3 separate regions of the Mus musculus genome follow, and regions 2 and 3 are each linked to region 1. A link is a contact called in public promoter capture Hi-C data. All regions are on one chromosome and are shown on one strand. The core of a region is the stretch at or near the end of the contact, and the rest is flanking DNA. Distances in the headings are between cores, read along the strand shown. Region 1 holds the start of Cpa4 (carboxypeptidase A4). Region 2 has its middle 18 kb from the start of Gm40359. Region 3 holds the start of 1700095J07Rik (RIKEN cDNA 1700095J07 gene).

What was found. Promoter capture Hi-C pulls out the DNA fragments that hold promoters and counts their contacts.
Region 2: a promoter capture Hi-C map of hippocampal neurons shows a contact between it and region 1, with 4 times the contacts expected there. The contact joins the enhancer-like site here to the promoter of Cpa4 in region 1. A contact is called at or near these places in 19 of 39 promoter capture datasets (the 3T3-L1 cell line, 3T3-L1-derived adipocytes, the C10 cell line and 13 more), 1 of 15 datasets of contacts at CTCF or cohesin (the NIH/3T3 cell line), 1 of 484 Hi-C or Micro-C datasets (bone marrow-derived macrophages), 3 of 115 datasets of contacts at active chromatin or transcription factors (embryonic fibroblasts, embryonic stem cells and forebrain) and 2 of 9 other capture datasets (embryonic stem cells and pancreatic islet).
Region 3: a contact with region 1 is called in a promoter capture Hi-C map of hippocampal neurons, with 4 times the contacts expected there. The contact joins the promoter of 1700095J07Rik here to the promoter of Cpa4 in region 1. A contact is called at or near these places in 4 of 39 promoter capture datasets (3T3-L1-derived adipocytes, hippocampal neurons, liver and 1 more).

The regions. Positions count from the first base shown.
Region 1 is chr6:30,566,852-30,570,290 of GRCm38.p6, forward strand. It overlaps Cpa4 (carboxypeptidase A4), which reads left to right and starts at 1,518. Exons shown (of 11, transcript NM_027926.3): 1 at 1,518-1,610. The coding sequence starts at 1,543.
Region 2 is chr6:31,031,313-31,034,751 of GRCm38.p6, forward strand. No RefSeq gene overlaps it. Among named protein-coding and RNA genes, the nearest start is that of Gm40359, 18 kb to the left of the region's middle. Within about 2 kb of position 1,814, at least 54 of the 459 cell types and tissues checked have an H3K27ac peak or open chromatin away from gene starts, as enhancers often do. A contact at or near this core is called in forebrain and hippocampal neurons, where this site is marked.
Region 3 is chr6:30,302,745-30,306,183 of GRCm38.p6, forward strand. It overlaps 1700095J07Rik (RIKEN cDNA 1700095J07 gene), which reads left to right and starts at 1,871. Exons shown (of 2, transcript NR_166056.1): 1 at 1,871-2,345. It overlaps Ube2h (ubiquitin-conjugating enzyme E2H), which reads right to left and starts at 1,795. Exons shown (of 7, transcript NM_009459.3): 1 at 1,308-1,795. The coding sequence starts at 1,360.

The DNA.
Region 1 (3,439 bases), core at 268-2,767:
TAAACCTCCTACTGCTGTAGTCATGAGCTCTCTGACAATGATCTTTAGTAAAGTCTTTCTCAATGTTTTAACAAGTGTCAGAAGAGATTCCAACACTCCCAGCCAGGATCTCCAGTTCTGTGTACCTGCCCTTCAGCAGGTGTGGAAAGAGTGCAGACAGCGGGAGGGAAGCAGGGAGCTGATGGTGGCACACACCTTAAACAGAGGCAGAGGCAGAAGGATCTCTGTGAGTTTGAATCCAGCCTGGTCTATATAGCAAGTTCCAGAACTGCTAATACTACAGAGAGACCCTGTTTTAACAGGAAGGAAGGAAGGAAGGAAGGAAGGAAGGAAGGAAGGAAGGAAGGAAGGAAGGGAGGGAAGGAGGGAGAGAAAGGAAGGAAGGAAGAAAGAAAGAAAGAAGGAAAGAGAGAGAGAGAGAGAGAGAGAGAGAGAGAGAGAAAGAAAGAAAGAAAGAAAGAAAGAAAGAAAGAAAGAAAGAAAGAAAGAAAGAAAGAAAAGAAAAGAAGAAAAAAAGAAGGAAACAAAGAGACCTGGACTTATTAGTCCAGCACTTGGAATGTTGAAGCAAGAGGATTGTGAGTTCAAGGCTAACCTGGGATACAAAATGAGCTCATGTGTCAAAAATAAAATAAATAGAAACCTTGGGACCGGACAGATGACTCTTTCAGAGGACCCAGGTCTGATTCCCAGCATACATATGGTGGCTTAGCACTGCCTGTATCTCGGTTCTAGGGGACATGATGGAGCCCGGTGCTCTCTTCTGACCTTCAAAGATACCTGCATGTGCATGGTATTTATAAACTCACACAAGCACACAAAAATACACATAAAGATAGTACAATTTAAAACATAAATACAAAACAAGTATCATTAAGCCTTCTCTGTCATTCAGATCTCAAGGAAAACTTAATTTATTCAGCATAACACATCCTTTCTATATTGTTCACCACCCATATTTATCTTTTTTAATGGAATCCTAAAATATCAGGCCTTAGACCCAGAAAGGCGGCCATCAGCTCTCCTCTGTATGATCTGCTTTTGTTGAACTCTCTGATCAGGTTTCTCAAGAGTGCAGCCTTGGAGTTGGCTTAAGGTTGCTTGATAGTCTTCACTTTCAAAAATGGTTTTATTACTCTAGAGGTAACTTCATCCCAGGTTTACAATCTGGCTTCTCCTATCTATGAATTCCAACCAGCAGTGTGGGGATATTTCCCTTTTCTCAAACACACACACACACACACACACACACACACACACACACACCCCACACACAAAATCACCACTGAGATGCCAAGTGATGAACAATGAGGCATCCTGGGTAAGACATTCCCAGCCTGCGGAGCAAGTTCCTGCCTTGCAAATGGAAAGGCTGGGCCTTCATCACTGGAAAGGAATGGAGGAGGCCCTGGCTGGTGCTGCCTTGTCAGAGCTGGAAGGGTGCTGAAGAACCACATTAGCATTTCTGAGAACATGAATCTGCCTCGGGTTCCTTATAAATACTGCTTGACTCAGTCAGTATGTGACTGGCGCCCTTGAGACATGAAGTGGCTACTGTTCTTTGGGGCCCTGATTGGGGCAGGCATCTGCGGCCGAGATAAATTCTTTGGGTGAGTTCTTTTTGAACTTTATTAGCATTTAGTTATTTCACCAACTTGGGAGCCAAATGAATTATACTTTAGGTGGTAGGGCTGGGCTTATATCTCCTCTGTCCCACTGTCCTGGACCAGCCACTTCTCTCTGAAACCTGACTTCTCCTGTGAAATCAAAGCTGGTGGTCTCCACAGATCCTCCCCAGCTCCTTAACCTCCAGCTAATTTTGTATCTTCTTCCTTCTTTCTAAGGCCAATCCTCTATCTCACCTCTTCCTACACCATTAATTCGGAAGAATGGTCAGAAAGGCTTTGGCAGTTTCTGCCCGGTTTAAAGGGAATAGCTGGGTTCTCAGGCTTTGGGGACAGATAGTCTCTATCATTGGTGAAACCTGTGTATAGCTGGTGCATTCCACAGGCTTCTGGAACAAGGAGATCCAATAGGTCATGTCTAGCTGTAGCTACAGAACTGTACCCCGGGACTCTGTGTGCCTGTGCGTGCATAGGCTCACATGCTCCATGCAGACACTGTGGAGTTGGTGAGGGACAGGAAGTCAGAGAGGCAGGGGTGATGACAGGGATGCTCTGGTACCACCGTAGAAGACTGTGATAGAATAATCCATCACCGCATAACATTTTGCCTTTTGCAAAGAGCTTTCACGTGCCTTGTCTTGTGGATCATGTAAGAGCTCTGTCAGGCAAGGGTGTTATTTTCCTTAATTTAAACATGAAAAAAAAAAAAACCCAAAAACCCAGCCTTAAAAAAGGTTAAGGAAGCTGCCCAAAGCTACTTAGCTGGTCAGCACGGAAGCTGGAATGCTGACTGCAAGGCTCATACCCCTTTTCTGTAACACAAGCCAATCAAATGGAATCTTCTATCTCACCGGTCTACCCGTATATGCGAGTTTATGCTCTACTGTGTTGTCTGGTTAAAGGGACTCGAGGACTGTTTATTGAAGCAATTACTTACATGAGATGGAGTAATTTTTATGGGGATGATGGTTCATACCTGTCTCCGCTGCCAAATAGCTTGGAGGGGTTAGGCGTAGCAGGTGTCCAAGGAGTAAGATTTTTCCGCAGGCAGCTCAGCGGTAGGTGTGTCATAACTACACTTGCTGCTGTGTGGGCTGACGAATGGAGCTGTCAGGCTCCCACTGCAGCTCTTCATGTGGCTGGAAAATCTCTATTTTTCAGGATACAGACCTCTCTTGTGATACAGTGGGCACCTTCACTGAGACAGTGGGGCTGGGTCCCAGAGTATTCGCTGCAGGACCCGTGCATCTAAAGGGCTGTGTGATGGGGCTGATTGCAAATGGTTTTAATGAACAGTGCTATGCCATCTCCAAGTCTGGTCTTTTCTAACAGCAGTAAATTCAGTAAAGGTTGAGGACTCTCTGCTGGGATCCATGTCCTGGTTGCCCAGTTCAGTGAATATAGAGAGCACAGAGGATCTGGCCTCTGGCCTCTGAGTGGTTGGGAAGCCAGGCTGGAGATGGGCTAACGGACACAAAGCTGGTGGTATTTTCTCACTGTTCTATCTCATGCCCTTGAACCTTGTTGTCCTAGTTCCCTGGTCTCTCTTGTTCTGCTGTTATCCTCTGCCCTAGTCTTCAGATGTCTTAAGGATGAGGCAACTGCCAGGATACATGGAGGTGCTGGGTGGGTGGAGAGTATGAAGCAGTTGTAGAACTGGTTGTAGCATCAGTGGTAGCCGGCAAGCATCCCAGTGTTTCTCAGGGCGTCTCTCAATGCTATCAGTCATAGCTGCTAAGCCTGGACAGGAATGTGGTGAGTGGTACAGAGGACTGACCACTTGGCTGTCTTCCTGGTACTAGGGGGAGGGAGAG
Region 2 (3,439 bases), core at 564-3,063, 460 kb after region 1:
AGAGGTGTGGACTGGTGGTCATGTTATGGTAAGAGTGTGTGCCCAGCACCATAATGATGTTGGTAGAGATGCCAACAGCAAATGCCGGTCCACAGGGAACTCTGACATACCTTGTTAGACAAAGACAATGGGAAGCTCAGGATGCGACATATCTAACCAAAATAAAAGGGCTCCTTTATCAGACTCCATAATGTAGCACACGCAATTGTAAATACTACTGTGCACTTGTATAGGAATCCCATGAAAGAATTTCTACAGGGCCCATAGCACGCTCACAACGGTTCCTGTGGGCAAAGTTGTTCCTCTTATGCAGTCCAACAAGGAATCATAAAACAGTTTTTTCCAGCTGGGTGAGGTGGTGTGCACCTATGATCTGAGCATCCAGAAGTCGGAGGCAGGGGAATCACGAGCTTAGTCTTTGTAGTGAGTTCCAGGCCAGCCAGGGCTACACACAGTGAGACTCTTGGCTCAAAAACAACGAAAATTGTACTAGCTATACCAGAAGAGTGAGTTATCTTTCTGGAGAAAACACTATAAAGTTGCTGTTATATGAACCAGTGATCAAATGTCATGTGGCCAAAACACAGGAAAAACAGGGCTTAAGCCAGAATTTTTTTAAGGGCAATGCTGGTGATATTTGTCAGCTTCTTCAAAAATATTATGATAATGTTTATAATTTTAAATCATATTCTCACCTAATTTACATTTGTGAATTAGGTCCTATTGATCACAATAAGCCTTTAAAATTACACTCAAGCTTTAGAAGACCTGGGTACATATACCCCTGGTTACATGTGGCTTCACTGATAACCATGCAGAAGAATTATAGAAATAAGAATTAATGTAATAATATTTGTGATCGAATTTAAGATTCAATTCCAAAAATTACTTTAAAAACACTTTTTCTAAATGTGTGTGTGGGGTGGGGGTGGGGGAGACAGACAGGCAGGCAGAGAGAGAGAGAAAGAGAGAGAGAAAGAGAGAGAGAGAGAGAGAGATGTCTGTGTCACACTGGGCGGGTAGAGGTCAGGACAGTATCAGCTGTTCTCAGCTTTCATCCACCAGGCTAGCTGGCTGGAGCATCCCAGGATTCTCCTGTCTCCACTTCCCATCTTAAAGGAGGCACACCTGCGGTAGATGTGCTATGGTACCAGTGTTTCATGGACTTTCTCAATCTAAGCTCGGGTCCTCACATTTGTGCACCAAAGTCCTTTTCACACACAGAGCCATCTGCTCTGCCCTAAAATTCCGATTTAATGAGCTTATGCAAAGAAGTATGCAGACATGTATATATATATATATATATATATATATACACACACACTGATAACTTTTGACAAATGTGTCAACCTATGAAACAGCTCTCAAATCAACATAGAACATATTTTCATCATCTTCCAAAATTTCTTTGTGCTACTTTCTAGTAAATTCTCCCCACACACGGAAGTTGTTCTGATTTTCATCACCAGAGATTAGCTTACCTACATGTGAACTTCGTAGGAAAGGACTTACACAGGGTGAGCCCTGTTTGTGACCGATTTCTTGATTTATCTTGTACACGGCAGTAATTTCACAGGCCAGGTTGACTATGTTAAGGCAGGCCAAAGCATAAACAAGATCTCTGGGCCTATGAGGATATTCCTACAAGAGATTAGTATCAAATTGGTCGACTGAGTTTGATCTGTAGGTGGGATCTGTCCTCACCGTTGTAGTGGATGTCATCCAGGCCTGAGGCTTACATAGGACAAAAGTGCAGAGGTAGGCTGCCTCTTTTTCTCAGCTAGGCCAGCCTCTGCTTCCTTTCCCTGGGTCTGCCATCTCCAGGGCTTACAGCGCCAACGCTACCCACCCCCACCCAGCTTTCCAAGCCTTTGGATTCAGGCTGAGTTAGAGCCAGCAGCTCTACGTCGCCATCTTGTGGCCACCAGAGGATATGGCAACATATCATCTCGGTCGCCATTATATGAGCCAATTCTGGCTTTCTCTTTATGTCTGTACCCACATCAGCTACATCACATCGACTCACCCACCCATCTTTTCTCCAACTCCTGTCAGTTACCTATCTGTTATCTATAACTATTCGTATGTATACAACGTCTCTTCCCACCTTTCTGGATAACTGACTAATATGTCCTTTGAAGACTTATCTATGCTGTGGTATACACCAGCAATCCGTGTCTCTCTCTCTCTCTCTCTCTCTCTCTCTCTCTCTCTCTCTCTCTCTCTCCCCCTTCCTTCCTTTCTTTTTTCAATTACAGAGTGGTATTCAGTTAACAGAACAACAATTATCTTCATATAAGCTGCATCAAAGACTACTGAAGATTAAAAAAAATAATAATAAAACCAAAAGAAAAAAAAACAAAAACTTAACTACTGTCCCCATATATAACTAATTTGTGCTGTGCACAACAAGAACCTGCTTTAACTTTCCAATCCGGTCCACCTCCCTGGGGAGTAGTATATCACTGTTTCCTTATTTGCCTGATGAACATTTCGTTATTTCTAGACTTTGTTTATTATGAATAAATATATATAAATATGTGCCTAAGTAATTTTCGGAAGATGGACTTCCATTTCTCTTGGGGATGTGCTGTGGAATTCCTCCATCCTATAGAAGGTAATTATTGAAACATTTTCCAAAGTGGTCTCAGTTTCAACCCTGACTCAGTGGTTAATGAGTGAACTGGTTATTTTATTTTTAACAGCATCCGAAGGGGTGTGAAGTGGTATCCTGTCTGTGGTTTTTTCTCATAACTCCCTGATGAATAATGAGACCGAGTGCCTTCTCAGGTATTTACTGACCGCCCCATCCTCGTTATCAAGTGTTTCCCAAATAGCTTGAGTATTTTAATTTGGATTATCTTTTACTAATTTGCATACACTCTGTAAATTCAGTTCTGATTGAAATCTTTAATTAGTTCAGATCTATCTATCTATCAAGCATACATTTTTACACAATCTATAGTCTGTCTTCCATGGCTTAATTTTTTTTTTTTTTTTTTTTTTGAGACAGGGTTTCTCTGTATAGCCCTGGCTGTCCAGGAACTCATTTTGTAGACCAAGCTGGCCTCAAACTCAGAACTCCACCTGCCTCCGCCTCCCGAGTGCTGGGATTATAAAGGTATGCTCCACCATGCCAGGTTCCATGGCTTAATTTTTAAATTTTATAGTTAGAGTTATATAATTCCACAAATGGGGGTTTCTGTAATATACACCTTTACTTGGTTTCCTCTATGAGTTAATAATTCAAGTTCTCCTAATGTATGGGGTTTCTCCACTTCTCTTACCATTGACTTCTAATTTAATTTGGCTGTGGCCAGACAGCATGACCACCTCAGCAAGTTAGCAGCATATCATCTACCATCACAGTAAACATCTGTGCAGGTGTGGTGAGAATATTTAAGATCTGCTATCAGCAAATTTCTGATGTACAGTAGAG
Region 3 (3,439 bases), core at 621-3,120, 260 kb before region 1:
AGTTTTTGACAACCACCACTGATGTTTAGGAAAAATAAAAAAATAAAAAACAGCAACAAGTAAGAGAAGGAATTACCTGAAGAATCTAGACAAACAACTTGAGTTATATAAACAAAATCCTGCAACGGGGGAAATGGTTGGGGGATGGGGGCGAGGCAGAAAAGAGAAACAGGAGACAAGACTTGTTAACAGCCTTTCACACACTACCGCCCCCCCTCACCCTCTCCCTGGGGATCAGCTATTTACAACACTGGGCTCTCACCCCCACCCTCAAAAAATAAAAACATTTTTTTAAATGCTCGATTTGCCTTAGGAACCTTCGCGAATTTCTCTACTGGTCATGCAAAAAAAAATCAGCCTGGATTCCAACCAAAACCACTGCCTGGAGGACTCTTATCAGTTACAGCTCTCCCACTGCAACCTCGGGTGTATATAAAGCTGGGGGAAGGGGTAGAAAATAAAAGGTGTCACTTGGCCCAGATCAGGGCAAGCAGTCCCCAAGAACCATATCCTCAGAGGGAGTTTTGCTCAAGTGGCTATTTTGTTCGGGGAGCTCCTTTCTCTCCTTCGTCCCAGCTGTCAGTTCCACAATATGGAGGGTGGCCTGCCTGCTAAGAGGGCCTGGGGGTCCTCACTGCATGCACTATGAGTGGGATAGGCTTTGTGAGTAGAAAGAAAAACAGGAAGGTTCTCCAGACCAGAAGGCTTAACAGGAGTGTCTGATTTAAAACACACGGAGCTCTTTATTACAAGAGGGGGCCCTGGGCAGGCTACTCTCTTCCTAATATAGAAAGGAATTAGGGATAAAGAAGGTTGCTTGAGTTACCCCAGTTTAAGCAGCACTGTGACTGGAAGGAACAGGGACACCCGAGAGAGAGAGAAAGAGAGAGAGAGAGAAAGGCTTCCCTCTCAGGAATTTCTATAATGAACCCATAAACCCAAAGCTAGCAAACAGGAAGCAAAGACCCTGAAGATGAGCTCCCGGTGACGAAGGAGGCGTCTAGTTATACCCCCACACACACCCCTAAGAAAGGGCCGTCTTAGGAATCCAAACGTCGTAGAGGGAAAGTCAGGGGCTGGGGGTGGGGGGGGAGTGCAAGGAAGGCGAAGAACAACGCACATCTCGGGGGGCTGCAGATAAAGGGGGACTGAAAAAGCCCTCGGCTCCGGGGAGGTGCCAAGGGGCCGCCGTAGGCACTGGGGGAGGGAGGGGAGGCGCGGCCAGTGGCCTGGAGTGCCCCGGAGCCCTCGAGTGGGCACCCCCACCCGCCCCACACGCAGTCCGAATTCCCCTCCATGAAGGATACAGCTTGACTACGTCCGTGTCCATCCGCCTCTTGCCGGGACTGGGGGATGACATGGTGTCGCCGCTGCCGCTGCCTCCCCGTCGCCTGCGCCGCCGCCGCCTCTCTCCCCTCCTTGGCCCGTCTGTCACGGGCTCCGGGCCCAGCTCGCAGGGCCCCGCGGCCTCGCCGGCTCCTCGGCCGAGGTGGCAACACCCGCGCGGTCCCGTGGGGTCCGCTCAGCCGCCGCCCCCCGCACGGGGGAACACCGGGCACTGCCCCGCCGAGTGGGGGCGGGGACCGAGGCGCCCGCTCGGGCTGCCCTCCGACTGAGGCTCCGCCGCGGCCCGGGCTGCCGCTGCTCCGCGCCGTGCGCCGCTCCCTCCCGCCTGCGCTAGCTCGTTCGCCTGCCCGCCCGCTCGCTCACGCTCTCGCCAGCTCCCAGCTGCTTCCTCCACAAGCCGACGACTCCAGCTCGGTCGGCCTCTCTACCCTAGCCTCGCTCTAGGCGCCGTGATGTCACCTCTGTGACGTCATCTGAGGGGCGGGGCGCCGGTGGGAGGGGAGGAGCATCGTCGTCGCGGTGTAAGCTTGTCAGGGGAGTTCTGGGAGATGTAGTTCCTCTTTCTCCTGCCATCGTGCATTCCCTCCGCCCCCTCCCCCAACCTCCTCACACACTTCATCGATCAACTGCCAGTGTCGTTACCATCAACATAAACGACGGTAGTAAATAATGGCAGTATGATTACATTCATACTTTATGTACCACCCTCTCAACAGTGCTGCAAAGGCTGTTTGGATATGGAGGAGGCCAAAGTGGCAATTACTCAGACTGGCGTCCAAATCTGGAAATTCCCACACCAGCATGTTCTCTCCACTCTGCTCCCTCTTCAGAGGGAATTGGTTTGCAGGGATTTAGACTACAGTAAGGCTTCCCCAGAGCTTGCAAACAGGGTTCATTTACCCTCTATGCAAACAAGGTCAACAACTCCGGAACTGCAGTAGAAGCAGCAAAGAACAGAAATAATTTGATACTAACATCCTCATTCTACAGAATTTGAGGTAAGTTGAGGTCCTTTTTAAAATCACAAAGGTGACTGATAGAAGCACCCTAAATAAGTTATAATGCAGAACAAAGACACAGTTCTGCCCTCTGAACTCCTATATCAGTTCATGACTCTGAGGATACAGTGTAGATGAAGATGAAATTTACACAGCTCTCCCAGAATGGACCAGAGTGTCAGCATCATTTGAGAACTAGGAAGGAATGCCTCTAGAAGGGCCTTAGGCCTACTCAATTAACATATGCAGTTGAACTAAGTTCTCAGACAGTTCCCTGAACAGTGAAGTCTGAGATATACTGCTCTACAGGGCTCAAAAGTACTGTAAACCTAAGGAGCAACAAGGTAAAAGAGGCAGAATAGTGCCAAGTATCCTCAAAAGCTTTATCTATTGTCTTTTCTCTATGACACACACTTGGACTTTGTCAGGTCAGGTACTGAGGGCTAAATTGAAGATCATTTGCTCCTATCTTTCTACCCTTCAAAATGCCAGCTATTTTTTTTTTTTTAGTTGTAACATACATATAAAATATACAATGTTAACCATATTTAAATATTCAATGCAACAGCAAAAAACCATTAAATATTGTGCAAGTATGACTAGTGCTCATTTCCTGAACCTTTTCATCAATCCAGACAGAAATCATGTGCCCTTAAAAGAATAACCCCTCCTCCCCATCCCACCAGCCCCTGGTAACTTCCACTCTATGTTCTGGGGAGAAAAAAAGACTATCCATTGCTTTCTCCTAGGAGAAATCTGTCAGCAGACGGGTATGAAAAGACTTCTAGCCACCTTTATCTGATCACTTCATTGAAGGAAGAAAACAAAACAAAACAAGATTTGTCTTTCTCACTGTCTGCACCAGACTCCCTAGGGTGTTATTGCCCCTACCAGCTTTCCTAGAGTGGCTCCCCCAGCCTCCTTTGCCTGATTACCTCCCTCCCCTGTGCTAAGACAGTGGTTTTCAAGCTTGGCCCAACACCTCAGAATCACCTGGGGAGCTTGTTAAGCTCACACAGAGTCCAGGAACTGCTGCTGGGAATTCAGAAGGTCTGGGGTGAGGCCTAAATAGCCTTGTCTTTAACAAGTACCCC